Regions from separate parts of the Mus musculus genome. Here all the other regions are linked to region 1. The links are chromatin contacts, called in public HiChIP or PLAC-seq and promoter capture Hi-C maps. All regions are on one chromosome and are shown on one strand. The core of a region is the stretch at or near the end of the contact, and the rest is flanking DNA. Distances in the headings are between cores, read along the strand shown. Region 1 holds the start of Nphp3 (nephronophthisis 3 (adolescent)). Region 2 overlaps Slco2a1 (solute carrier organic anion transporter family, member 2a1). Region 3 holds the start of Rab6b (RAB6B, member RAS oncogene family). Region 4 has its middle 15 kb from the start of Cdv3. Region 5 overlaps Bfsp2 (beaded filament structural protein 2, phakinin). Region 6 overlaps Bfsp2 (beaded filament structural protein 2, phakinin).

Region 1 (4,260 bases), core at 1,138-3,637:
CCACACTTGGCTCTAAACACTTTTGAAAACTAGCTTTTAGTCTATGTCACTTAGGGGAGGGTGGGGATGGGAAGAAATATCAAGAATTTACCTTGAATTGCCTTTTAACCCTGTCTCTGTCATGTTCAAATGTGACCGCTCTCTCCATGGCTTGGTATTTTGCTTCTAACGCACCCTCTTTTTCCCGAAGTATCTTCTGGTAAGTTTTCTGAAGTGCCTGCAATGATTCACCTTGTTATCACCTAACAAAAACGGCCTTTCGTTCACATTTTACATTTTTACATACATGTTTACGTATGTTGGGATCTCTACTCTCTCTACTCACTCTCTTATCAATTACCAGGCACTTCTATGGTGTCAACGATTTCAAGCAAGATAGAAAAAAATGCAAACATTTTTGAATCCTAGTAAACAGGTTCTTCAGCAATGAGCTCTCAACGGAAATTAATGCTTTTTCTTTGAAATACTGCACCAGCACTAGGATTTTTCTATGCTTTGGGTTTTTAAGAGAATAAGACACGCAATTTGTAAGGTTTAGCTTGAAGAATAGTACGTATGAAGGTTCCTGTGCTCCTTGGCATTATATATTAATCATTTTACTCTTCTCCTGAGCCATTCACCGTCTGGATCCATCAGAGGCCTCCAGTAAATGTCAACATGGCTGAATGAAATAAATGTGAGGGAGTTTTCTCACGATGATGCAGGTAAGAAAGGAACAACAGGTTTCACAGGGAATTGGAACTGCTGATCTGTGATCTGTGACATCTGTCTGTCAGTCCTCCCTGCACTGGCCTCTTTATCCTGCTAACCCCTTCTCCCTGCAATTCACATGGTTCTTAGTGGGCAGTGGTGCACATACATGACATCATACACGAGGGACACGCAAGTCCACTTTATAAGGGCAAGCACATTGGTCTCCCAGTAGAAAGTGAGGCGAGCAGGGAGCTGAGGGTGAGAACAGCTTCCCAGATAATATGCTAATAGCCCAGCAGATTCTGAAGGGCTTCATAGCTTATGGGAATGATGCCCTACTAGAAGGAAGGAGCCTTCTTTTACAAAAAAATCTGTGATGTTTATTTAAGTTCTGATGTGCCGGGAGCTCTTGGGCTGTCAGAGATCCCTCTCACAGAAAAGAAAGGTATAAACAAATGACCACCAGAGAGGCTCCGAACCCACGGCATATAGTCCCATATTTTTACTCCGAGAAGTTCTGCTTTACCTAGTATCCGAATGAATCAAAGGCGATCTGTTATAAGGCCTACAATAGCATTGCAGTAACTGTTTAGTCCATTAACTAAATGGACTAAGAGAGTTTGAGTACTCTCAGGGAAGACTTTTAATCACAACAGTTAAAAACCATAAAATCAGGAGGTTTCCAGAAAAATTCCTATCGTATCATTAAACCCCAGAATCTGCCGAACTTCGCGAAGAAAACTAACCCAAGAACTCCATTTTGGAGATACCTAAAACCGGGAGGAGTTTGTGTGTAGTTGCTCTGAGAAATTTTTCGACTTCAGGACTTGGGTTGATTCAACGTGTCTTAATGAATGAACCGTAAATTGAAAGGGGCAGGGGAAGATGCTGATAAGAAATTAGTTTACACTCAAATAATGATTCCACATAAAGGAGGAGCAGCTTTTGCACAATTTAGAAAACAACTTGGTTTGTAGCTGGGGTAGGATGGTGGTGCCACCAAGCGGCTGAGCGGTGCGCTCGGGTCTCAGTTTCCTCAGAGCCTCCCGCTTGCGACGCTCTCGGTCCCGCGTTACCTGCAGCTCCGCCCGCAGCCGCTTGTTCTCCGTGTCCAGCTTGGCCTCTCGGCGGCCCATGGACAGCAACTCCTGGTTCTTGCTGACCCGGAAGATCTCATACTCTTTCTTGAGCCGCTCGAACTCGGCCGCCGCATACTCTAGCTCGGGCACAGACGAGCCGGTGGACTTGAAGCTGGCGCCCAGCAGCCCGCCGCCCCCTGCCGCGCGAGGCAGCGACCCGGGCCCGGCTCCCGCGCCCCTGCGGAACGAGCTGCGCAGCAGGCGGGCCTTGGGTTTCACTTCCACCGGGATCTCGCAGGCCTCGCCGCCGCCTGCCCCGTACGTGTCCTCGATCACCTCCCCGCCAGTGGGACTCACCAGCGACGAGGCTGTGCCCATGATGCCCGCGGCCGGCTGAGGCTGAGAGTCGGCTGGGTGCCAGGAGGAGGCGGGACCAGGAGGGCGGGGCCTGTCAAGCGGGGCGGAGCGCCGCAGGGAGAAACCAAAATCAGAGAGGAGCGTGGCCAGGAGCAGGGAGGTGGCCGGGGCGTGGCCAGGCCTTAAGGGCGGGGCCTAGATGGTGGGGCGAGGTGCTGTAGAGGAGAGGGCGGAGTTTGGAGGGAAGAGCGGAGCAGTAAGTGAGCCGGGCCTGGTGATTGGGGAGAAGGGCGTAACGTGGCAACTAGAGGGGCGTGGTGTTGAAGAAGAGTGGCCGTCTTGAGAAGGGGCGGAGCCATACTTTCGGGGCGTGGCCGAGCAAGCTGGGGATGTTAAGGCTAACAGAGAGGGGTGGGACGTAGCAGCGAGAGGAGGTGTGGTCAGTTGAGAAGAGCAGTGCCCAGAGAGAGTGTCGGGCCAGATTTTAGGGTCGTAGCCCGGTAAGTGGGGCGTAAGGCAGCAGCAGAAGAAAGAGAAAACCAGTCAGAGAGTCGGAGAGGTGGTCCTGGCTGGACAACGAGAGGGGGAGTGGCCAGGAGTCCTGTGGGGCGGAGCCAGGCTTTGGGGGCGTGACCAGACACGCGGGGGCGTGCTCTTCTGAATGAGACCAGTAGAGGAGCTGGACAAGGGAGGGTTGAGAGAAATGAGACTCGGGAGGAGAGGAATGGGTATCACGGAGCTGGCGGCCCTGAGAACTTGCTTTGCAGGAGCAGGCGGCAGGACTGAGCTGGGCAAGCTGGGCGGTACCAGGAGATCCGGACATCCAGAAGGGAAGGTTCCAGACTAGGCCCAAACCTACAAGCTCTGCTCCCTCTGCGTGAACTTTGTCTCAGTGAGCAAGAACTAGATCACATACCCATCTGCCCCCGCTCTGCCGCAACTGTTTCTGTGGTCCTGACTAAAGGGCTCTTTTCTGGAGGCAGTTCAGTGCCTAGTGTGTCTCTCAGGAAACATGTAATAAATAATGCCAGCCAGGAAAGAACTTCGAAGCATCACCACTTGAACCCCCCCACCCCCGCGACCCTTCTCTCCCCCCACCCCCATCCTTGATAAGCTCAGGTTTTATAACGCCTGGCGATAAGGATGCCAGGGACCCTATTCTAGACGGAAGAAAATTGTTAAGTACAGGGTTTGCAGGAAGGGAACGCGTGCTACTGTTCCAAGTTGTCCTTGGTCTGCTAACTTATCTTCCTGCCCATCCCAGATTGGTACCCCAGGTTAGAGGGGACAGAAAAGTGAGCAGTGGCTTTGACTCAACACTGTTGTGAGCTGGGTGCTGGTAATCTTTATACTTGCCCTTTTCTTAGGCAGTCTCCGAATGCCAGCCACTCTCTCTGCCATCATCCTCATTACCGGGAGCCTCATTACCCAAGGGGGATATAATCTTATTCCAGTGCTTGCTTACTCCATCCCCAGCTGTAAGAAATCTGGTAGCATTTTAAGCATCAGTCCATGCAGAGCCTCCTTGGGCTGACCTAAGATAGTCTTTGGTGGCTCACTCCATCCACAGGCATCCCTAGGATTCTTGGAAAGCCAACTCTGAGATGTAGATAAGCAAGCAAGATGTCTACCAGAGAATGCTGGGTAGGTACCTGGGGCAAGGCAGGGGAATCAGTGCAAGGTTGCTCTGTGCAGCATTCCCAGCAAAGACCTCAGCCAACCCTGCAGAGACTTTTGAAGCTGGGACGGCCCTGGGGAGTTGTCCTAAGTTACCTTGGAGCTAGAACTTCAAACTTTTACTTAATCTAGCCATCTGCTCTCTTTAGCCGGTGGAGACTGATGGCTGAGAATAGTCTGCTGTCAGCACTGTCATGGCTGACATCCAATCTTTCACCCTTCATATCTATCACAAAGCAAACAGCCTTTCCTCCAAGGAACTCTGGGAATGCTGGTCCGTTTTAACTCCCACCCCACCCCCACAAATGCCCTGAACTCCTTCCCTCAAATTAGCTGGTCGTGTTTTCTCTGACCTCTTAGACACCCTTCTAGCCTTTGGACTCTCCTAAGTTGAAGGATTACATATTGATTTCTCCAGTTAGTACCATGAGATCCAAAGGGAAACATTTGCTCT
Region 2 (4,260 bases), core at 608-3,107, 920 kb after region 1:
CTGTTTACGAAGCGATTGACCTTGTAATTGCTCACACTCACACTTGGAGGTGGGTATCACTATCTTCCTTTCATAGTCAAGGAAACTGGGAGTCATGAGGTCAGGCAACACCCAAGACACTCAAGTAGAGACTTTTAATCTGATAGGGAGTTTTCAACCTTTGTGTTTCTCCTTCTCTGCTTTCCAAGTAAGCTGATGGGGCTGGATGGGAGGTCAGAGAGGCAGGCAGGAGGTGGTTAGATGAACTTGGGTGAGATTTCTTTTCTTTTTTCTTTTTCTTTTCTTACATTTTCCTTCTTGGTAGAATGAGAAGAGGGAACGCTCTCTATTAAAAACCAGACACTTCTCTTGACCCCACCCTGGTTCCTGGTCCCTTGTCCCTCCACTCTGAGCACTGAGTCCCCAGTCTCCTGCAAATTTCACGTTTTCAGCCCTTTCTCACAGTGTTCGCTTTGCTTCTGGAACTTTCCTCAGTTTCTGACTTGCTGATTTCTCCTCTTTTAATATTGAAGAACAAGTGAATCTTTACCCACAGCCTGTCTTGAACCTGCGGCTCAACCTTTCGACAGTTCCACCATCCCGGGCTATGATTTAACTTCCCACAAATAAAGATGGGGGTGCCAACAGGGCCTATGTTTCATGGATACTAGGAGCCTGGGCCAGGCTTCCCTACCAGGAGCTCCTCCTGGGACAGGGAACTCCTGCCATCAGTGTACCTATTGTCTTCTCACCATTAGACACTTGTAGGTTGCTGTTAAGACTCCCCAGTTAAGGGAGGAGAGACTCTGAGTAGGAGACAGGATGTACTGTCAAAGAGAGGGTGTGGAAGCAGCAGCCAGAGGCTCAGAGATTTCACTCACCGTAGGACCATCATGTAGAGGGGGTTGTGGGAGACGCAGGCAATGAGTGCCACAAAGGAGATGAGGAAGATGGACGGGAGCAGCAGCTGTGCACAGGATGTAGGGCAGGAGCCTGTCTTGGCCGATGCGGATCCTCCAGTCACACAGCTACAGTTCAAATAGATCTTGAAGAACAGGAGGGGCCACGTCATGATTTAACCTCTGTATGTTTCACATATCCACACTGCCTCCCTCTAATATGAACGAATCCCTCTGCCCTCCCTTCAGCCCTCCAGGGATGGAGGAAAAGCTAGGATTCAAAGACTGAAGAGGTCAGATGAGGGTTTTAGAGTGCCCCATGGGGTCCTGGCTCTTTCACTTTGGGGACATTAGAAATGGTCTTCACGGTCTGGAGAGATGGCTCGGCGGTTAAGAGCACTGACTGCTCTTCCAGAGGTTCTGAGTTCAATTCCCAGCAACCATATGGTGGCTCACAACCATCTGTAATGAGACCTGATGCCCTCTTCTGGTGTGTCTGAAGAGAGTGACAGTGCACTCACATGCATAAAATAAATAAACAAATCTTTAAAATAAAAAAAAGAAAGAAATGGTCTTCACCAAGAGTCCAGCATGGGATGAACTCCTGCAGTCTTCCAACATCTGAATGCCCAAGATCCCATCACCAGGCAAAGCACCCTCATCAGCTCAGCGCCTGGAACCTGGGAGCTCTCCTCCCGGTCCAGCCCGCTCTAGTGGTTGCGCAAGTTGTTATGGGAGAAGGTATGTTCCGGGAGTAGAGGAAACAATAACAGAGTCTCTTGAATGCTCTGTAGCACTCCCCACTGAAGAGGTGTACTTTGACCTAAGAAGAGCCCCCAGAGGAGGACCCTGCCTCATCATAATTCTATGTGGCTCAACACTGCTGTTCGACTCATTTGGCGGCCACCGTTCATCTGGTCATCTTTGCCTTCCCTCCTTGCAGTGGCTGATGGCCCAGCCTATGATGACGTTGGTGTCAGAGCTGTTATGGGGCTGAGCCAACTAATGAGCTAGAGGAGGCCTCCCTCTGTCAGTCAGTGGGACTGTGGCCCTCAAGCTCAGAAGTTCCTAACACACGATATTGCCGTAACCTCCCGCAATCTGGATCTTAAAATACTAAGACTTTATCCCCCTTATAATTTATTATTTTTTCCCTTGCTATCATGGTAATGGATTTTGTCTTGATGTACTTGTGCTGTTATTGGAAGCTTGTCAAGATTATTTCTGGAAGTAGATGAGTCAGCGGAGAGTAAATAAAGATAAGAAAACCACAGAAGCCACCACTCTTCCAGTTAAGAGGCAAACTAAGGGGCCATCTTGTCTTAGCTCCTCACCCTTCTCTACCTGAGAGCCAAGGGCCTTTGCCCATAGTGACAGACAGGGGAAGCTTTTTTCTGTGACCTCGCAAGAGGTGGTAAGTGGGGGCTAGCCTGGCCCATGGCCAACACACATGGCCGACACACAGGTGCATTCTTCCTATGGGGGCATCCTATAGTAATGACATAGACGTTCCATTGTTCTCATCAGAGGGAGTTAAGAGGGGAAATAATCTCCCTCCTAAGTCTGGCTTGCCTGGCCCTGCCCAGCTCTGGACCTGTTGATCCCTTGTCCCGATAGCTGTGACACTTGTCGCTTAGCGCCGACCAGGCCTTTCCTCAGCTTCTCTGGTGCACTGGCACCTGTGCTTCCCTCGAGTGCAATGGGCTTCCAGGTTTCCATAGGATTCTTCTGGTCTTTGCTCAAGGGTAAGTCACCTCAGGAAGTCCCTCAGCATTTATCGTGTGCATTTATCGGACTGGATGTAAACTGTGAGACCAGGGCTTTTGGTTGACATGGTGGCTGCACACATGGATTTCTGACTAAGAGACAAACCTGGAGGAGGCATTTGCTGTTTCCTGATCCCAGAAGGCCTGGGGTCACTGTCCTCACATATTGTCAGACAAGTCCCCATAGGTCTAGGTCTAAGAAGGAGACACATGGCCTTGAAGACCAGGTGAAGAGAGATTTTGTTTCTAATCCTAGATTTGAACTTAATTTCATGGCTTCAGGCCAACTCTGTGGCACTCCTGGGAGAGGAGGGCTTGAAACGACTGCTGCTCCCAGCACTGGCCTCTAAGGTCCAAGTCACAGGGGACCCTCTGCTCTCAGGCCATGTGACTCTGTAATATGGCCTGAACCCAGAACCCAGAACCCAGAAGTTCCCCCCTGCCACAGGGAGCCATTAGTATCAGTCACAAGTTTCCGCTGAGAGCGACTGCTCGGACTTGTTTCTGTTGTTTTGCCAAGTTCCCAAGAATGAACTCGTTGGTCTCCAGCCAATCTTTAACTGACTTTGGGCTGTGGGCATCTGGTCATGACCCCGGGGCAGAGAAGGATGAGAGATGGTGGAGGGGGCTAAGACGCTGATACTGACGGCCAAGGAACGGTTTTTGAGGTGACACACTGAGCCCCAAAGCTCCATGTGGTTCTGTCGACCCCTGTGACCCCCTTCGTCGTTGTCCTTACTGGTTGCTTAGAAGCTGCTGAGCTCACGTTGAGGCTGCTGCAGCCAGCATGGCAGGGGGAGAGGTACTCGACTCCATTGTCTCCGCAGACAGGGTGGAAGACGGAATCTGGGCACAGGCAGTCCCTGCGGCAGGCGGGAGGCTGCGGATGTATAGAACTTGGTGTGCTGCCAGGCGAGACAGGAAGAGAAGAGAATCAAACAAAGCAAGACCAAGAAACAGCACCACACTCCAGCCCAGCACGAGGTCCTGGCCTGGCTGATGTGCCTGCATACCCCCGTTTGTCTTAGGCCAGTGCTGTCCCAGAATCTGAACGGAGCCGGTGGGAGCCGGCTGTGAGTCTGCCATGGTTTGGACATCATGGCCCTCTCCATTCTCCTGACCCTGGGAACCCAAACCCACCCATTACTCAGTTGTAAAGGTCTAGCCAGAAAACACCCATGCCACTGTCAGAGTTAAAATGACTGACAGCCTGAAGCTCTGTTGAAGGAAGTGGTCTACGCTACAGTGAAGTCATTAGAAACATTTGCCTTCTCTTATGGCCCAGCTAGGTGCTGGCTGAGACCTTTGGAGGCCACTGAGGTTTTTATAGACTGTTCATCTCCTGAAACAAATGGATTCACTGATCTGGGTCTGTCCATTCGCCTTCCTATCCTGGGCCAGAACTTCATCGAAGTGGATTTCGATGGCTGTTCTTACTGATCTTCTTTGGGGAAGTTCTGATGGCTGAGTAGTGCATTGATAAACAGTAGCAGTGGATGTTGGCATTTATGGGACATCACAATGGAAGGGCCTTTTTGTTTACGGATAACTTCCTCATAGCAACAAAGAGTGTCATATCTAGAACTCAGGCCAGGCAGGTGACAGAGGTGGGACCA
Region 3 (4,260 bases), core at 1,129-3,628, 890 kb after region 1:
CACTAATAACACAATGATGGATTATGTTCCAAGGGCCTATGAATCCTGCCCCTAACCAATTAGCCAAGCATTCCACCAGGCCACAACCAACTAACTGAGCCCATAAATCCTCTCAAAGAGGTTCCAGACTTGGCTTTCCGCATTGAAGGTCATCTTATTTCCCAATGACACTCTAGTTAAAAATGGCAGACGGGAAAATGGAAGTGGGGGTTCCTGCTCCCAAAGTGTTCACAACTCACAGTGGGTCTCTGGGCAAGACCTCCCCACTCTCTCTCCACATGAGCATGTGAGGAAAGGCTGTCTCTCACTTCTGTGACTCCAGACCTGGAGGGGTTGGCAGAACTCTCACTGGGGGTGGCGTGTGTGTGTGTGTGTGTGTGTGTGTGTGTGTTCCACCCATCAGCAGTTGCTAAGGGAGCCCAGAGTTTCATTCAAACTCACCACATATGATTCTTTATGGAACTGTGTTCAGATTTAGAATTAACAAATATTCTTTGAACTCCAGCATAGTCCAGGCACTGGGGGAAACATGAGGCATAAGGGCTGCTTCCAGCTACCCACTACTCAGAGACAGAAACTGAGTGTCCAGGAGGCCTGGAATCAGGCAAATGACAACACAGTTGAGAGCCCCCCCCACCCCCCAAGGCTGCTGTGCACCTGCAGGCTCCCTCCTAGGGCTGAGGTGCTCCCAAAATCCTTTCCACACAGCAAGGAACGGAGGTGTCCTTTGTGACACTTGGGATCTACAAAGCACAGGGAATCAGATCCAGCTGGCTACCTAGCTGAGCTGGGTACGATGTGAAATGTCCCAAACCCAGCTCTCCGGGACAGGCAACCCCGACTTCCACCCGGCTCCCAACCCTCCAGCTCAGGTACTGAGCATCAGCAGACAGGAGGTGGCCATGTGACCTCCACAGCCCACACGCACACGTCATAGCTGCACGGTGCCTGGGCCCACCAGGTCCTCCCACGGCCTTCCTCCTCTTGGCCTCCAAACCAGCTAACAGAACTGGTTTACAGAGCTAGAGCTGGGAATCCCGCCCCCCCCCCCCCCGGGATCCCCCTCTCTTCCAGCAGAAATGCTCAGAAGCCCAGCTTATGTCTGTAACCCCCTGGTTATGTGACTCCTGGACCGAGGCTCTCAAGGAGGTACTCCTTCCCACAGGTATCAGAGGGGTCGCTGCTCTTCTGTCTGAGCTTCCCACCTTGGACCAACCTGGGTGTCAGATACTTGGGAGGGGAGACTCCTGGGCAGCAAAGAAACCCTTACTCTCCCCCTCCTTAGGCTCTGGCTGGCTGCCACGGTGACCTCCCCTCCCCCAAGAAGGGCGGTGAGCTGGGAGATGGGGGGTGGGAGAATCCACCGGCTCCACTGATGCTCTCTAGAGGGGGCAGGGAAGCCAGGCAGGGCGTGTCGCCTAGGCCTTTCTCTGCCCAGTGCCAAGCTCACAGATATGAGACGCCTCTGTACCATCCCCCAAGTCACCTGCTATGGGAAGAATCTTCACTCTCACGATCCACACCCCTAAGCCCCAAAGAGGCTAACACATTAGTGAAGGACAGTGAGTCTAGAACCTTCTGCCCAGTCGGATGTAAGCCAGAGAAGCTAAGTGCCCAGTTACCCTACCACTTGCACCCACTCTTTTCGAAAAGGGACAGGTGTCGTGTTCCCCATTTCCCAGCAGCAATCTGCTCCAGAGCTGGACGCGTCCTTTCCCTAGATTCCAGGCAGGGTCCGCAGGGAGCCCCTCGGGCGCAACCTTGGGGTGGGGGCAACCAGCTCCCAGCCCCACCTCGTTCTCCCAAGAGAGGCTCCTGTCCCTTCGCCCACACCCTCGCCGGCACCCAGACACCTGCACAGTGCTCCGCAGCCTGTGCCGCAGTGCGAGCTAGTCAGCGAGCCCGCGAGCCCGGCGCCTAGAGCGGGTGAGCCAGCCGCCGCCCTCGGTCCTCCCGGACGCACCTGCACCGGGTACCCGTACCCAGATCTCACACTCACCCTCATCCCTTGACCCCCAGAACCACCTTCTTCCTTTCCCCCTTGGTCCTCCCCAGCCCGGCCCCACCCGAGCCAGCCCCATCTCCCCATCTGCATCCCTCTCCTCTACCGGGGCGTGGAAGGGCCTTGGCGAGCCAGGGCTGGGAGGGTCCCTAGTGGGGTGGCTGAATGGGCGGCGTGGGGAAAAGACTCGGCTCCGAGCCGAGAGAATAAGCCGAGTACTCACCGCTCTGCTCCCCTAGGAAAACCAACTTGAATTTTCGCAGCGGGTTCCCAAAATCTCCCCCTGCGGACATGGTGCTGGCAGCTGGGGCCGGGCGAGGAGGAGGAGGAGGAGGAGGAAGCGGTGAAGGAGCAGGGAGGGGAGAGGAGGAGGGCGAGGGGAGGCGGCGAGCGGTGCGGGAGCCGGAGGGGGAAGGGCTGGCTGCGCGCGCCCCTGACTCCCCAGCTGCGGCCGGGCCCCGGCCTGCGGCTGCGTGTCCGACGGCGGCGACGGCGGAAAGGGAGGAGGCGGGGTGCGCGGCGCAGCCCTGGGTGGCGTTGGCTGCACGGGCGACGGGCGCGCTGTGGACGCCCGAAGCTCGGCGCGGGCAGCGAGGCACGGGCGGAGCGGGGCGCAGGGACCGAGCTGGGCGGAGGAGCGCTCTCCGAGCAGCGCCACGCGCCCCCTCCCGCCCGCCTGCTCCGCCCGCGCCTGCGCTCTGCGCGCTCCCAAGCCTCTGATGTCATGCGGAGCCCGTGGGTTTGCGGGGCTTGGGGGGCGTGCGCCATCCAGCCCCCACCCGGGCAGCCGGCTCCGGAGAGCCACCTCCTCTTGAGCCTAAGAGAGGTGCCCTCTTTGGAGCGTCTTGCTCTGCCCTGCTGCTTCTGTCTCACCCACCCACCTAGGGGGAAAAAAAAAAGACAGGACTTGGTCAAGAGGACATTTGTTTCTGGTCTTTGACACCTAAATGCGGTTCCCTTCTTCCGTCTCAGACCCAGATAGATGGTCAGACAGGGCGGGAACATAGGAAAGGGTCAGTGTGTGGTGTGGTGGTGAGTAGGAAGATGTGCGGATACCTGGCTCAGACCTGGGGTATGGCTCCTCGGTGGCCCCTGCTGGCCTCTAGCTTACCTCCTATCTAGCTAGGCTCAGACTCTTCATGCGGAGGGGATCTGTGGTTGTCCCCAGAGGAGCTGGCCAGTGAGAGAGAAGACACCCTTACAGGATATGCCTACTAGGGTTTGAAACCTAACCTGCCTGGTAGAAGACAGCTCCACTAACCCAAAGACAATGCCCTGCCTCTTTTGATCCTGAGACCGTCAGCCCAACCACACTCCTGCGCCCTGCTAGTTAGGTTTATTCGGGTAATGAGCTACAAGAGTATAAGAGAGCGACCTCTAAGTTTGCAGGGCACACACAGTAGCGTGAGAGCAAGGAGTAGACGCCAGACTAAGGTTAAACGCAGTCCCCAAGCAGTACACTCTAAGGCATCGGGTTAATTGAGGCTTTACAAAGCCCCTCCCCTCTTCCTCTCCAGCCACTTGCTGGTCTTGACCTTCTCTGGCCATTCAGGGAATGTTTGTTTGGGACTGTTTGGAATGTGTAGTGTATGTTACACAAAGCAAGCCAGGAGTGAAATGCACACACACACACACACACACACACACACCCGTGCCTACGGATTTCCCAGGGGACACTTATGAATTTACCCCGAATGTACCCACTAGAGTCTCCCACCGCACATTGAGCCCTCACAGGAAACTCCATGGAAGCAGCTGAGGTTCCACTTCACCTAGAGTTTAGGAAACAGTTGCTGAATGCTCGAATTAACCTCTAAAACTACTCTCAAATCAGAGTAACTGTTCTATTCTTGTGGTCTTCTTCGGTTTGAAGTCCCTGGAGTCGGAGGTCATCCCTCTGAGCATATAAGCATGCCAGATTGGGCACCAGACTAAGATAACTCAGACTCCACCCTACTTTTGCCCCGAGTGTGTTGCTGTCTCGGGATCCAGCATGGGCTGAGGAAAGTTTTGGCAGGTGTGTCCGACCCACTGTCCACAGGCCATATGCCTTGCAGGATAGCTTTGAATTCAGCACAACACAATATTGTAATCTTATGTAGAACATTATGAGATACTGGATGGGTTTCTACATTTTTTGGGGCAAGTTTTTGTTTATTGTTGTTGATCCCATTGCCTGGTTTTACATTGTGAAGTTTGTAGATTGCAATGTTGTGTCTCCGTAGCTAGAAGTTGGACACTCCAGCAGTGAAAGAACT
Region 4 (4,260 bases), core at 1,014-3,513, 620 kb after region 1:
AGGATCTCTCCAGTACAGCAGAAGGGACTCTGTGTACCGAATAAGGCTCACAACAACACGGTGCCTACAAGTCAGGCAGATGTTTTGTTTATGAGAGTCTCTCAAAATCTTCCAGTAGTAACCCCCGGTATCTGAAACTTCACCATCATAGTGTGACGTATTCACTCAGCACCCAAAAGACATGCTTGAAATTAGACGGTTCTCCCGGGCCAGTGTGGCATGAGGGCAGTCAGAAGTAACCCAGGGGGAGCACAGACGGCAGGCAGGACCCCTGCAAAGCTGACTGGTACCACGTCATCACGTCTGTCCGTCCATCCTGTAAGACGGATCCTGTCAAAAGAGCCAGGCTTCGGCGCAGCTCCCCTCAGGGAACCCTCAAGAGGGGCTGATGTGCACACCTGAAACTCTCAGAGTAGATTAGAATGTAATTCACATCCACCCCAAAACAAGGGCTGGAGCCTAAATTCCAAATAGCAGAGATGGTGATTTCTAGCCTTGCTGAGAGAGCACCCATTTTGAATCTTCACTGTTTTGTGCATAGCCATAATCTTTACTTGTTTGTCCTGGCTCTAAATAAAATAGTTTAACATTGTATTCTCCCCCACCCCCAAGCTCCTGTCTGTGAAAATGTGTGTGTGTGTGTGTGTGTGTGTGTGTGTGTGTGTGTGTGTGTGTGTGTGCTTAAAGAAAAGGTCTCCCCCTCCCCAGGGATCCAGGAATGTGCCAAGAGTCCCACTGGCCTCTGCTAGGTGGGCCTGGATATAGGATCCGTGTGCAGTAAGGGAGGGATGTCTTCCATTTTTTGCTGCCTCCTTCCCATCCATTGTCTGAGGAGGGGGAGAAGGTATTTTTGAGACAAAGCACAGGCACCATAAATAAAGTTGTGACACTACTACTCCAAAAGAAAAAAAAAAAAAAAACCAGAAAGGAAAGAAGGAAGGGAGGAAGGAAGGAAGGAAGGAAGGAAGGAAGGAAGGAAGGAAGGAAGAAAAGGGGAAGGGAAGGGAAGGGAAGGGAAGGGAAGGGAAGGGAAGGGAAGGGAAGGGAAGGGAAGGGAAGGGAAGGGAAGGGAAGGGAAGGGAAGGGAAGGGAAGGGGAAGGGAAGGGAAGGGAAGGGAAGGGAAGGGAAGGGAAGGGAAGGGAAGGGAAGGGAAAGACCCCCCTCCCTGGGCCTGGAGACTCACTCCTTAGGCTGAGCTGAGCTGCAGTGAGCCTGGGCAGCCTCTTGTCTCTGCCTCTCCATTGCTATGACTAGAACCACGCACCACCGTGCCTGGGCTTTTAGGCTGGTGCTGGGGAATCAAACTTAGGTCCTCACAGTAATGCAACAGGCAATCTCTCAGCTGAGCCGTCTCTCCAGAATCCTGCCCCTCTTCAGAATTTTGGGGGTTACAGATGTATATGTGAGTGCACGGGTTCAGGGATCAGAGGAGGGCGTGGCTAGCTTCCTCTATCATCACTCGCCATCTTATATTTTTAGATTTATTTTTAATTACATGTACACTGGCAGGTTTCTGTGTATATGCAGTGAGCTTGGAGGCCTGGTGTGTGTGTGTGTGTGTGTGTGTGTGTGTGACAAAGTCTCTCACTGAACCTGAAGTTTGCCATTTTAGCAAAGCTTGCTAGCTAACGGGACCCCAGGATCAGGCTCACCCCACACTGCTGGCTTACAGATATATGCAGTAGCCAAGTGGGTGCTGAGATTTGAACTCAGGTCTTTGAGTTGTGTTTTTGAAGCTTTTCCTCTACTGAGCCATCATGGCAGCCATGTTTTATTTTCTCTTAATCCATTCATTAAGAAAAAAAGCCAGCCGGGCGTGGTGGTGCACGCCTTTAATCCCAGCACTCGGGAGGCAGAGGCAGGTGGATCTCTGAGTTCGAGGCCACCCTGGTCTACAAAGTGAGTTCCAGGATAGCCAGGGCTATACAGTACAGAGAAACCCTGTCTCGAAAAACCAAAAAAAAAAAAAAAAAAAAGCCTTTACATCAGGCTATGGTGGTCCACAAACCACAGCATTCAGGCGGTAGAGGCTGGGAGTTCAAGGTCACCCTTAGTTCCTGGCTAGCTTGAAGTCACCCCAGGAGACCAGGAGACCTTATACAGGAGACCTTATCTCAAACAAAACCAAAAGCAAAATAAAAAGATGCAGTTAACATGTGGGAAAGCTGGACACAGAGATGCATAGTGTAATCCCTTCCCTGGGGAGGCAGAACCAAGCTGGTCACAGCCAGCATGAGGCAGGTGACCTGGCTACAAAGGGAGTTCCCGGCCACATATGGCTAGACACTGTCTCAAAAACAAAAGCCGCACTGCCATTTGGGTGGCTTGAAATAACAGGGCGGCCTTTTCTGATAGCTCTTGAGGCTGCACTTCCAACACGATGTGTCAGCATGGTTGGCTCCTGTGCAGCCAGGAAGGGTGGGCAGTCATGCCAGGGCTTCCCCTGGGCTTCTATAGTTTGGCCAACAGCCTTTAGTTTCCCTGGGGCTTGTTGGGGCATCATCCCCAATGCCTTCCTTCCTGCACCAGCAAACAAAGCTCTGTGAGCACGTCTACTTGCATAGACATTTCCACCCTGGACTCCTCAATTTTACTTCTTCAGCAGCAAAGACTCTGGTTTCAACTGGAGCCACATTTATAGGCATCGGGTGGTTAGGTTTTCAACATCGTTGAAGGGTACCCAATTTCAATAACACTGACTTTGGTGGTCTGAATGGGCCAGATCCTCACCCAGTTAGTGGAACTGTTTGGTAAAGAGTAAAATGTGTGTCTGTGTTGGAAAAAGTGTATTTTGGGAGATGGCCCACACCAGGCCCAGCCTCCCTCTCTTTCTGCCTGCAACTTGCAGATCAAAGGCACTCTCAGCTACTATTGTAGCACCATGCCTGCCTCCCTGCCTGCCTGCCTGCCTGCCTGCCTGCCTGCCTGCCTCTGTGCCTTCTGCTATGATTGCAGCCATGGACGAACCTAAAACTGTAAGCAAGGCCCCAATTAAATGCTTTTTCTTATAAGTTGTCTTGGTCATGGTTTCTCTTCACAGTAATAGCAATAGAACAGTAACAAAGACATTGACCATTTATTTTTTTAAAAGTTACTACCCATGAAATGTCAGGCATTGGCATAATTATTTCATATATGTTTTTCATAAACCTCACAGAGACTCCTCTTCCACTGCAAGGCTTAAGATACTGAAGAGAGATGGTTTGGGACTATCAAGATCACATAGCTAGATAATATAGCTACATGTCAGATCTGGCCTCTTTTTTAGGATCCCTGGAACAAGCTATTTAACCTCTGAACCCCATTAGTAAAGTGAGATAACAATTACATGCCCCCCGCCCCCACTAATCCATGTTGCGTTATGGCAAGAATTTATAAAGACAGTTGAAATATCATGGCACAGAGCAATTTCTGAATTCACAGAAGCTGTTATCTTTCACTTTAATTTTGTGTGTGCACACGTGTGTGTGTGTGTGTGTGTGTGTGTGTGTGTGTGTGTGCAGGCATGAGTGTGCTGTGGAGGTCAGAGGACAGCTCTTGGGAGTCACTTATCTCCTGGGCCCGTACACTAGCACCTCTACATGCCGAGGCGTCTGGCTGGCCTAGTAGTTATTATTCTAAGTAGTGGAATCAAGGACACAGGTTGAGCGCATGCTGAAGGGGAGCCTTTGAGAGTGTCGCTTCGTCCTGTCAGAGGGTGTTGGTGAGGATGAGAATGCAGATGCTGTCTGGTCTGGCAGGACATAAGGAATTCCAGCCACACCATCCTGCTGACCTGCACTCAGCCACGCCCTCCCTGCCATGGTGACCGTAACCCTCTCAAACTGTGGCAAGATTAATCCTTCCCCCCCCCCCAAAAAAAAAAACAACTAATTCTCACACCAGTGACTACATCCATGGCCAAAGATATATTCTAGGCCAGTGCCCTACCTCTAGGCTGTGCATTCCCGGGGTTTGCAGTAAAGCTTTAAATGTTTATTTCCTTTGCTCCAGCACCTTCCTTCTCTATTTCTCCACCACTGGGAGATGAGCACTTCCATATCAAATCTTCACAGTACCGTGCAAGGTGAACATTTCTGCCTACACTTTATGGATATGGGAAATGAGAGAGAGCAGAGGTGACCTAATTAATCACTCAGCAGGGTGCCCCCCCCCCATCCTAACGGTGCAATCCTGCAGTCCCTATCATGCCTTGTAAATGAAGGATCACAGACACGAAAAAGCCGAAAGGAAGACAAAAGGACCATAGTCAAGCCGGG
Region 5 (4,260 bases), core at 870-3,369, 560 kb after region 1:
AGCCCTGGCCATCCTGGAACTCACTTTGTAGACCAGGCTCACCTCAAACTCAGAAATCCGCCTGCCTCTGCCTCCCAAGTGCTGGGATTAAAGGCATGCACCACCACCGCCTGGCTGAAATTCTTGTTATATAGGCCTTTCACTTGCTTGGTTAGAGTTCCATCAAAATATTTCATATTATTTGTGGCTATTGTAAAGTTCTCCTCCCAATAATTCCGACCTTTCTTCAGCCTTGAGGATTGGTCATAAAAGCTGCCATAAGACAAAAGAAGGACGACACCCTCCCCCTCAGCATTTGCCTCTCCCTGCTCCTCCATCAACTTTCGGGACCATCCCAGAAGGACCTTCCCCAATTCTGTATCCCTCAAATAGTCACTCCTACCCACCCCTATTTCTCCAACCCTATTCCCCACCCCCACCCTATCTGCTGGAGATATAACTCCATAAGGCAACGTGAAATCAAACCATGGACCTGAGTTTGCTCTTTTAAAAGAGATTTATGAATATTTTATGACCCTGGGGACCATCTAATACCAGTCCCTCGAGTACCTAGTTATATGTAAGAGCTGAGAAAACTGAGGTCCAGAGCGTGCAAGGGACTCCCCAAGGTCACTCGGCTGATTGGTAGCACCAGGCTCAACTCTTCTGGATCCTAATCCAAGAACCTTCCTTCTATAGCATCAACATCTTCTTCTTCCTCTTCCTCTTCCTTCTCTTCTCCCTCCTCCCCCTTTCTTCCCTCCTTCCCTTCTTTAAGTTTTCGAGGCAGGGTCTCCTATGCCACAAGCTAAGCTCAAATTCTCTATGTAGCCAATGATGACCCTGAACTCTTTAGTATTTATTTAACGTATATGTGTGTGCACCTGAGTGTATGTATGTTCACCACATGCATGCAGTGCCAGGGAACATCAGAAGAGGGCGCCAGATTCCCTAAAACTGGAATTATAGGCAATTGTGAGCTACCTCATGGGTACTGAGAATAAAACCCAGGTCTTCTACAAGAGCAGTGAGCACTCATAGCCACCGAGCCATCTCTCCAGTTACAGACTAGAACTCTTGACGCTCCTGCTTCAACCTCTAAAGTGCTAGGATTACAGGTGTTTAGCACCACACCCACCTTGTCCATTTGCTTGAGATAGGTTCTCCCTGTGTAGCCTAGGCCACACCTGATCTTCCCATCCTCTTGCTTCAGCTTCCCATATGCTAAGATTGCAGGCATGCCATGAGAACTCAGCCCACAGCATCAACTAAGCAGGGCTCATATGGGCTCAGAGAGACAGAAGCAGCAGTTACAGAGCTTCCGTGGGTCTGAGCGAGGTCCTCTGTATATACATGATAGTTGTGTGGCTGAGTGTCTTCGTGGGAGTCCTAACAGTGGGAGTGGGGCTATCTCTGACACTTAGTCTTGCTCTTGGGACCCTTTTCCTCTTACCGGGTCGCCTCATCCAGCCTTGGTATAAGGGTTTGTGCTTACGCTCATTGTAACCTATTATGCCATGTTTGGTTGATATCCCTGGGAGGCCTGCTCTTGTTTTGAAGGGAAACCAGAAGGAGTGGATCTGGGGAAGAGTAAAGGAAGGGAAACTAGTCAGGATGTAATGTATGGGAGAAAAAAAAAATGTAAAAAGAAAGAAAGAAAATAAAGTTAGTTACCACTGTGAAAGGAGATAATGAGAAAAAAAAGATTACAGGTGTGCACAGTCACGCCTGGCTGGCTGTGTCTTTCCCAGCTCCGTTGCCAAAGCTAACTAAACCCAGTTTGCCGCCTGATTTCCCTCCAAGCACTGCTGAGGCTCACACCACACTGAGCGGGTGCCTCTTTAAGAATGGACTGGGTCATTATCATTATCAGAAATAAATCCTGCCTAGCGTGAAAATTTAAAAACCCACAAAACTGGCCATTATCTTTCAGCCCTCATCTGAGAATGGCCGTCGGCTCAACACTAACTCCAACATTAATTCTGAACAGATTCATTAGTGTTTTTAATAGAGCGATCTGAAGGCCACCTCTCATGGAAGACAGACAGGATTTGTTTTCATTTGGCCAGCGCTGCCTGGGCCTCTTGCAGCGACGCAGAACTCAGAAAATATTTGCAGAACGAGTGAATTCCTCTGATTGTCAACAGGGATCAGAACTGACAGCCAGGATTCCTGCAATAAATAGCTTGTCGGCTGTGGCTGTGCCCTCGGGGGCTGACATTTGCCTGCCCCGAGCTTCTCATGTCTGCTACTTGGCAGCAAAGCCAAACTCAATGGCTCCTCACTGCTTCCAAAGGCCTTTGGAAAGGGAAGGAAAACATGCATTTAATTACCTTTCGGCCCAAGGAGGCTGAAAATTAATTAACGTGATTAATTTATGTCTTAGTTGATGTTCCCCCAGAAGCAGATCTTGAGATAAATATTGGAGTGGTGGTGATTTATTTGGGATTAGTGGGTGAGTCAGGGGTGGGCGAACCAACAAAGGCTGTCTTATGAGCAGCTGAGATTGGAGCAGCTTAGGGGGATGCTGAGAAACGATGGATGCAGAGTACGGAAGGAAGGAGGCAAGGGGCAGGGACATGAATACTTCAGCTACCTGCTAGCCAGGTGACCTTTTCCAGGACTTCAGAGCAACCTCAAGCACAGAGGCAGAGGCAGCAGTGGGGATCCAGGAACACTAAACATTGAAGGCACGAGGGATAAAGACACGTGGGTGAGCATCTGTTGCAACTATTGCCAGCTCTTTCTGGTGTGTGTGTGTGTGTGTGTGTGTGTACAAGTTTGTGTGTATATACAGGTAGGTGTATATACAGGTAGGTGTGTGTGTGTGTGTGTGTCTGTATACAAGTGTGTGTGTATATACAGGTATGTGTATGTTCAGGTAGGTGTGTGTGTATATACAGGTATGTGTATGTTCAGGTAGGGGTGTGGTGTGTGTGTGTGTGTGTGTGTGTGTGTGTCTGTATACAAGTTTGTGTGTATATACAGGTAGGTGTATGTACAGGTAGGTGTGTGTGTGTTTGTATACAAGTGTGTGTGTATATATAGGTATGTGTATGTTCAGGTAGGTGTATGTGTGTGTGTCTGTATACAAGTTTGTGTGTATATACAGGTAGGTGTATGTACAGGTAGGTGTGTGTGTATATACAGGCATGTGTATGTTCAGGTAGGTGTGTGTATGTGTGTCTGTATACAAGTTTGTGTGTATATACAGGTAGGTATATGTTCAGGTAGATGTGTGTGTGTGTAAGGTGGTTTGGGGGGGGATGCCAAAGGACTCGATCAGCTATCTGAGAAATGTCACCTACCTCGTTTTTTCAAAACAGTTTCTCATTGGCTTGGAATTCACCAATTAGACTACACTGGCAGTCCAGCAAACCCCAGAAATCCCCCTGCCTCCGCCTCCCTAGCACAGGGATTTCAAGTGTATACCACCTCACCAGGATTCCTGGCTTTGTTTATTTGTTTTTAACATGGGATGTGGGGATCAAAGTCGTCATACTCTCTGCCCAGTCCTTTTACCGATAGACCGAGCTATCACCGCAGCCTCTTCCTTTGTTTGTAGAAGCCCTCTGAAACCAGAAGCAAAATCCACCTTTCGCCCTAAGTGGGTCACATCAGGCATGTCCTTGCAGCGATGCAACCATCCTGAGTACAGACACCCCTATTTTCAGTTTGGAATTGCAATGAGCAGCAGAGGCTGGTTTTAAGAAACAAGGACAGTTTGCACAAGAGACAGAAAGTGAACCAGTCACTTCAACATCACCCAATTAACGTTAGACTGTTTGAAGATTTGGCAGCGATATGACTAATCTTGATTTCTCACAGTAAGACGAGCAGCTGAGCTTCACCTCTGTGGTGGGATTTCTAGCACAATTGACTCTGTTTTTATTTTATCCCCTGGTATGCCGAGGCCTTCCAAAGGAACTTGTTTGAAAACAATCACCTGAAATATTTTCACCTTTTTAAAATCTTATTCTCATCTAATTATGTCTTATTCATTGGGCCAGGTTCTTACTATGTATCCCAGGCTGGCATCTAACTCACAATCCTCCTGCCTTTGCCTCCCAAGTTCTTGGATTATAGGTGTATGTCACCACACCAACACACACACACACATATATATATATATATATACATATACATACATACACACACACACACACACACACACACACATATATATATATATACACACACCAAGTGTCTACATCTCTTCCACACTGAGAAATTCTTCAAATAGCAAACATGTGTCCTCCCATTCAGTTTGAGTCTGTCTGG
Region 6 (4,260 bases), core at 468-2,967, 540 kb after region 1:
CGCCCTCAACCTTGTACATGACACACTTTATTTGAAGCAAAACTCAAAGATTTTAGAAAGAATGCAAACTCCTTTTTGCATGGACAAGCTGCAGTTGCAAGTCAGTCTATGGGATGTCTGCTGTCAGGGTCTAGGTTTTCAGGGGATGCTGGTGTCTCTTTTATCTGATCATCTAGCTGACTGGATGAGGCTCATTCACATTACAGAAAGTAGTCTATATAATTAATAATAATAATAATGGACTGCTGCGCATATTACTATTGTTACTACTATTACCATGGTGATGCTGGGGTTGAACCTGGGGCCTTGTACATGCTAGCTTGGTACTCTGTCACCGAGCTATACCCCCAGTCTATTACTTTTCAAGACAGAGTATCACTCAAAGGCCCAAACTGACCTAGAATGTGCTCTATAGCCCAGGCACTCCTTGAGTTTGTAGTCCTCCTATCTCGGCCTACAGAGTAGCTAGAATAAGCCTGTACCCCATGCCCAACACCATGGCCCATCTCAATTTTATCTAACGCTACCCTCAGAGAACCATCCAGAAGAATGACCAACCAAACACCCAGGCACCAGAGCCCAGCCAAGTAACATCCAGCCGTTGGGCTCACATTGTTCCAATTTTCTCTGTCACAAGTAGTGGTGGTGGTGGTGGTGGGGGGGGGGGGTCAAGAACTTCCCATGTCAGGAATGGTGGGACATGTGTTTGGACAAATCAGGTTGTTTGTGTGTGGAATGTGTACATGGAAGTCAGAGGTCAACATCAGGAGTCTCCCTTGGCAATTTTCCACCTTATTTTTTTTCTGACATGGTCTCTCATTGAAACCAGAACTCACTCAGCCGAGCATGGTGGCGCACGCCTTTAATCCCAGCACTAGGGAAGCAGAGGCAGGTGGATTTCTGAGTTCGAGGCCAGTCTGGTCTACAGAGTGAGTTCCAGGACAGCCAGGGCTACACAGAGAAACCCTGTCTCGAAAAACCAAACCAAAACAAAACAAAAAAACAAAACAAAACAAAACAAAACTCACTCTCTGGATACATTGTCTGACAGGTAAGCTCCAGGTCTACATCTCTATGTCCAGCAATTTTTTTTAAACAGGTCTGAGATTTGAACCTAGATCCTTGTGGGTACATAGCAAGCACCTTACCCACTGAGCCATCTCTCCAGCCCTGTGAAATTGCTTTTTATTAAAATAAAGCCCTTCCCATCTGTGTGTTAATCATCCCCAACTGTTCTCCCACCAAGAGGGGTTGCGATTGTGCATCACAACAACGACATAACCCATGAAGCCTGAAATATATATTATCGAATCCTCGGTAGCAGAGGTCCATGCCTACCGTGGACAGTATGCAAGGACGCTGGTGCATAGCATTGCCAGATGGCACTAAACTGGCCTCACACACTTCCTTCCCAGAGCTTCCAGGGAGACCTCTGCCTTCTCCACCGCTTCTCTCACTACTCGCTGCCTTGGTCTTGGCCTGGTCTTTGAAAACGGATGTCTCCCTGTCTCACGGGCTTGACTCTTTCAACGAGTATCACTTATTCATCAATTTACTGAATACTTATTAAGGGATTAGCAGGCACCTGCTACTGCTGAGATAAAGCTGCCCTGCTTCATAAGAAGAGAAATGGCTGCTATTTGATGTTAGAGCCATGGTTTAATCACAGTGGGAAGGCAGATGGCCGAGCGTAGAGCTTGCTGGCCTGCCCTGGAGCGGGAGCACCATGAAAAACAATCGAATAGCTGGCGGTATTTTGCAGGCTTAGGATGCTCAGCTGGGGAGTAAAACAAGGACTTGGCCATCCGCCCAAAGCGGCTGACAGCCAGGGGCACCTACATCATAATTCTCAGGAGAATGGAGCTCTTTTTCATGCTGGCATCCATAATACAGTCTTCTGGTGATTAAACAGGTTTTTTTCTTCTTCTTCTGTCCTGCCATTTGACCTTAGAAAATAAAACATCTGTGATTATAAGAGGGGGAGAGTGTGTGAGAAAGGTATTGTCCACGTTTAATACAATAAGAGATGGAGCTACTCAAAGGCAGTAGAAAGGAAGGGAGCTAACCTATGCCAGCCAGCCAGCCAGCCTGGGAGTCAGAGCACACAGTGTTGGAGGCTGGAAACCATGACATCCAAAGAGATGGAGGCAAGATACAGGCATTAAACCAAAGCAGAAGCTGCTGAAGAGAGCATCAGGGGAGAAAGTGCTCAGGCAGGAGAATGCCAAATTATAAGACCACTGTTGAATTTTAAAGATCAGATGTAGATGCACACCCACTGCTGGTGAGGTTTTTGTAGGTATTTTTCCTCTTTTGGAGTTGTTTTTCTTTTGTTTCAAGACAAGATCTCACTACTGTAGCCCTGGCTGACCATAAACTTGTGCTTTCCTGACTCGGCCACCCAAGTGCTGGGATTACAGGTGTGTACATGCCTGGCTGTATGTGGTATCTTAATTTTAAAAACTGAAATATAAGGACATGAAAATAGCAAAGATTAATGAAAGATATATTCCAGGTGAGGTGCTCATAATGACCTCTGGAGGTGAGGCCAGAAGTCGACAAGAGCAGAGAATTTTAAATCAGACATACAATTTGTAACTGTTGAAACCTGTTTGGGAAGTCAGAATTCTGATCTCTATTGGTGTATCATTATATACTTGAAGTTTTCCGTAATATATGTTTGCTTTTTTAAAACTGTTGTTGAGAACAAAAAAGAGCCATAATGAGAGACCATCACTGAGTGAGGGATACAAAGGTGAAGAAAGACAAGGATGAGGACAAAAGACAGCACAACCACTGTAGAGATGGGCTGGGCAGCCTGGGCTGGGTTTTGAGGGATGAATAGGAGCTCACCTCACAAACGAAAAAGAAGGCAGGGCTAGATAAGGCTTGCCTATGATGTTTGCACATAGGAGAATGAGGTAAGAGTGGGAATCTGGAAAGTTCAAACAAGTCAAAAGGAGTTCTGCCCCTGAGAAGAGGCCAAACTTAGAGATCAGCAAGGTCAAGTTATAAGAGGTCTTATACAGCAAACTAAAGAGGGAGGGTTTATCAGGAACATACCTCAGAACATTCTAGTACAACGGTTTTCAACCTGGGGGTCAAATGGCCCTTTTACAGGGGTTGCATATCAGATATTCTGCATATCAGATATTTACATTACAGTTCATGACAGTAGCAAAATTACAGCTATGAAGTAGCAAGGAAAATAATTTTATGGTTGGTGTCAGCACCAGATGAGGAACTGTATTAAAGGTCACAGCATCAGGAAGGTTGAGAACCACTGCTCCAGTAGAAGGGGGAGGAGGTTGGAAAACAGAGATGGACAATAAGGGGGCGGGGTCAGCTGGCTATCCAACAGATTCCCCAAGGCCACTGAGTCTTTGATGTGCCCGGTGCTCAAAACAGATTCCTTTGGAGGTGTCCAGATGGAGCTGTGACAAGAGTGATTCTCAGTGTAGACTAAGGTGGGGCCCCAGGCATTTCTGAGTGCAGGACGCGGCTCTTACCCCAGCTTCGGCTCGCCACAAAGGAACGTTGGCAGCTTGTCAGCTCAGCTGACATCTACTGTACCAAGCCCCACATAGCCAATAGGGCAGAGATGGGGGTTTCCCCTGTCAGTCAGCAAGCAGGAATGACAGAAGCACACCTGTGATCCCAGCATGCTTTAGGCCAAGGCAGGAAGAATGCAAGCTCTAGGCTAGCCTGGGCTACACAGTAAGATTCTATCTCAAAAGACAACCTTGGTAAAGTCATTACAATCCATTGTAAATGATTCAGAGAAAGCCAACGAGGCAGAGGTGAGCAGAGAAGAGGACATTCTGTTTGAGGTGAGGTGGTTAGGATGAAGAAAGAGCCAGGCAGAGCAGGAGGGAAGACCAGTGTGATCTGGAAAAGCCAGACTCCAGAGCGACGAAGCCTGTGAACAACTGGAACACAGCCAAGCACGTAGAGCCTTAAAGACCACTGTCTAAGGCTCCACGCTTTATTCCCAACTGTGCTGGCTAGTTTTATGGCAACTTGACACAAGCTTAGAGTCACTGGAGAGGAAGGAGTCTCAACTGAGAAAGTCTCTCCATAATATTGGTCTGTAGGCAGAGGCAGGCAAATCTCTGTGAGGCTAGTCTGGTCTGAATAGTGAGCACCTATCTCAAAAAGAAAATAGGTAGATGAAAATCAAGGTGGGCACACAATTTCATTTCATTTAAATCCCTGTGGATAGATGAGATCGCTTACAGATAAAAATGAGCCCTGAGAGCC

Evidence for each region. Promoter capture Hi-C pulls out the DNA fragments that hold promoters and counts their contacts. HiChIP or PLAC-seq counts read pairs in DNA pulled down with a chosen protein or histone mark.
Region 2: a contact with region 1 is called in a FOXA1 HiChIP or PLAC-seq map of pancreatic cancer cells. The contact joins the enhancer-like site here to the promoter of Nphp3 in region 1. A contact is called at or near these places in 2 of 39 promoter capture datasets (hippocampal neurons and pre-B cells), 1 of 484 Hi-C or Micro-C datasets (rod photoreceptor) and 4 of 115 datasets of contacts at active chromatin or transcription factors (embryonic forebrain, extraembryonic endoderm stem cells, large pre-B cells and 1 more).
Region 3: a contact with region 1 is called in an H3K4me3 HiChIP or PLAC-seq map of forebrain, with 5 times the contacts expected there. The contact joins the promoter of Rab6b here to the promoter of Nphp3 in region 1. A contact is called at or near these places in 5 of 39 promoter capture datasets (the C10 cell line, hippocampal neurons, neutrophils and 2 more), 1 of 15 datasets of contacts at CTCF or cohesin (pro-B cells), 5 of 484 Hi-C or Micro-C datasets (CD4 T cells, CD8 T cells, the N1E-115 cell line and 2 more) and 6 of 115 datasets of contacts at active chromatin or transcription factors (embryonic forebrain, embryonic midbrain, forebrain and 3 more).
Region 4: a contact with region 1 is called in a promoter capture Hi-C map of cranial neural crest. The contact joins the enhancer-like site here to the promoter of Nphp3 in region 1. A contact is called at or near these places in 8 of 39 promoter capture datasets (cranial neural crest, embryonic stem cells, frontonasal cranial neural crest and 5 more), 1 of 15 datasets of contacts at CTCF or cohesin (large pre-B cells), 8 of 484 Hi-C or Micro-C datasets (the G1E-ER4 cell line, embryonic stem cells, extraembryonic endoderm stem cells and 4 more), 13 of 115 datasets of contacts at active chromatin or transcription factors (VIP interneurons, cardiomyocytes, embryonic basal ganglia and 8 more) and 1 of 9 other capture datasets (embryonic stem cells).
Region 5: a contact with region 1 is called in an H3K4me3 HiChIP or PLAC-seq map of stem cell-derived neural progenitor cells, with 14 read pairs. The contact joins the enhancer-like site here to the promoter of Nphp3 in region 1. A contact is called at or near these places in 11 of 39 promoter capture datasets (the 3T3-L1 cell line, the C10 cell line, cranial neural crest and 6 more), 1 of 15 datasets of contacts at CTCF or cohesin (large pre-B cells) and 13 of 115 datasets of contacts at active chromatin or transcription factors (effector CD8 T cells, embryonic basal ganglia, embryonic forebrain and 8 more).
Region 6: an H3K4me3 HiChIP or PLAC-seq map of embryonic basal ganglia shows a contact between it and region 1, with 4 times the contacts expected there. The contact joins the enhancer-like site here to the promoter of Nphp3 in region 1. A contact is called at or near these places in 13 of 39 promoter capture datasets (the C10 cell line, cranial neural crest, embryonic stem cells and 9 more), 2 of 15 datasets of contacts at CTCF or cohesin (large pre-B cells and pro-B cells), 3 of 484 Hi-C or Micro-C datasets (the HL-1 cell line and embryonic stem cells) and 22 of 115 datasets of contacts at active chromatin or transcription factors (the NIH/3T3 cell line, acute myeloid leukemia, bone marrow-derived macrophages and 15 more).

What each region holds. Positions count from the first base shown.
Region 1 is chr9:104,000,671-104,004,930 of GRCm38.p6, reverse strand. Nphp3 (nephronophthisis 3 (adolescent)) reads right to left here and starts at 2,387. Exons shown (of 27, transcript NM_028721.3): 1 at 1,770-2,387; 2 at 92-217. The coding sequence starts at 2,150. Gm33054 (predicted gene, 33054) reads left to right here and starts at 2,572. Exons shown (of 2, transcript NR_168653.1): 1 at 2,572-2,629; 2 at 2,897-3,171.
Region 2 is chr9:103,076,213-103,080,472 of GRCm38.p6, reverse strand. Slco2a1 (solute carrier organic anion transporter family, member 2a1) reads right to left here. Exons shown (of 14, transcript NM_033314.4): 10 at 3,384-3,549; 11 at 861-1,024. Among named protein-coding and RNA genes, the nearest start is that of Rab6b, 34 kb to the left of the region's middle. Within about 2 kb of position 1,857, at least 35 of the 459 cell types and tissues checked have an H3K27ac peak or open chromatin away from gene starts, as enhancers often do. A contact at or near this core is called in pancreatic cancer cells, where this site is marked.
Region 3 is chr9:103,110,192-103,114,451 of GRCm38.p6, reverse strand. Rab6b (RAB6B, member RAS oncogene family) reads right to left here and starts at 2,378. Exons shown (of 8, transcript NM_173781.4): 1 at 2,226-2,378. The coding sequence starts at 2,295. Gm46128 (a long non-coding RNA gene) reads left to right here and starts at 1,185. Exons shown (of 2, transcript XR_001779270.2): 1 at 1,185-1,926.
Region 4 is chr9:103,378,779-103,383,038 of GRCm38.p6, reverse strand. No RefSeq gene overlaps it. Among named protein-coding and RNA genes, the nearest start is that of Cdv3, 15 kb to the right of the region's middle. Within about 2 kb of position 2,263, at least 11 of the 459 cell types and tissues checked have an H3K27ac peak or open chromatin away from gene starts, as enhancers often do.
Region 5 is chr9:103,441,515-103,445,774 of GRCm38.p6, reverse strand. All of the region lies in intron 4 of Bfsp2 (beaded filament structural protein 2, phakinin), which reads left to right. All of the region lies in intron 5 of 5830418P13Rik (RIKEN cDNA 5830418P13 gene), which reads right to left. Among named protein-coding and RNA genes, the nearest start is that of 5830418P13Rik, 20 kb to the right of the region's middle. Within about 2 kb of position 2,119, at least 47 of the 459 cell types and tissues checked have an H3K27ac peak or open chromatin away from gene starts, as enhancers often do. A contact at or near this core is called in embryonic forebrain, forebrain and stem cell-derived neural progenitor cells, where this site is marked.
Region 6 is chr9:103,463,313-103,467,572 of GRCm38.p6, reverse strand. The region is part of intron 1 of Bfsp2 (beaded filament structural protein 2, phakinin); the gene reads left to right. Among named protein-coding and RNA genes, the nearest start is that of Gm16252, 6.6 kb to the left of the region's middle. Within about 2 kb of position 1,717, at least 37 of the 459 cell types and tissues checked have an H3K27ac peak or open chromatin away from gene starts, as enhancers often do. A contact at or near this core is called in embryonic basal ganglia, embryonic forebrain, forebrain and 4 more, where this site is marked.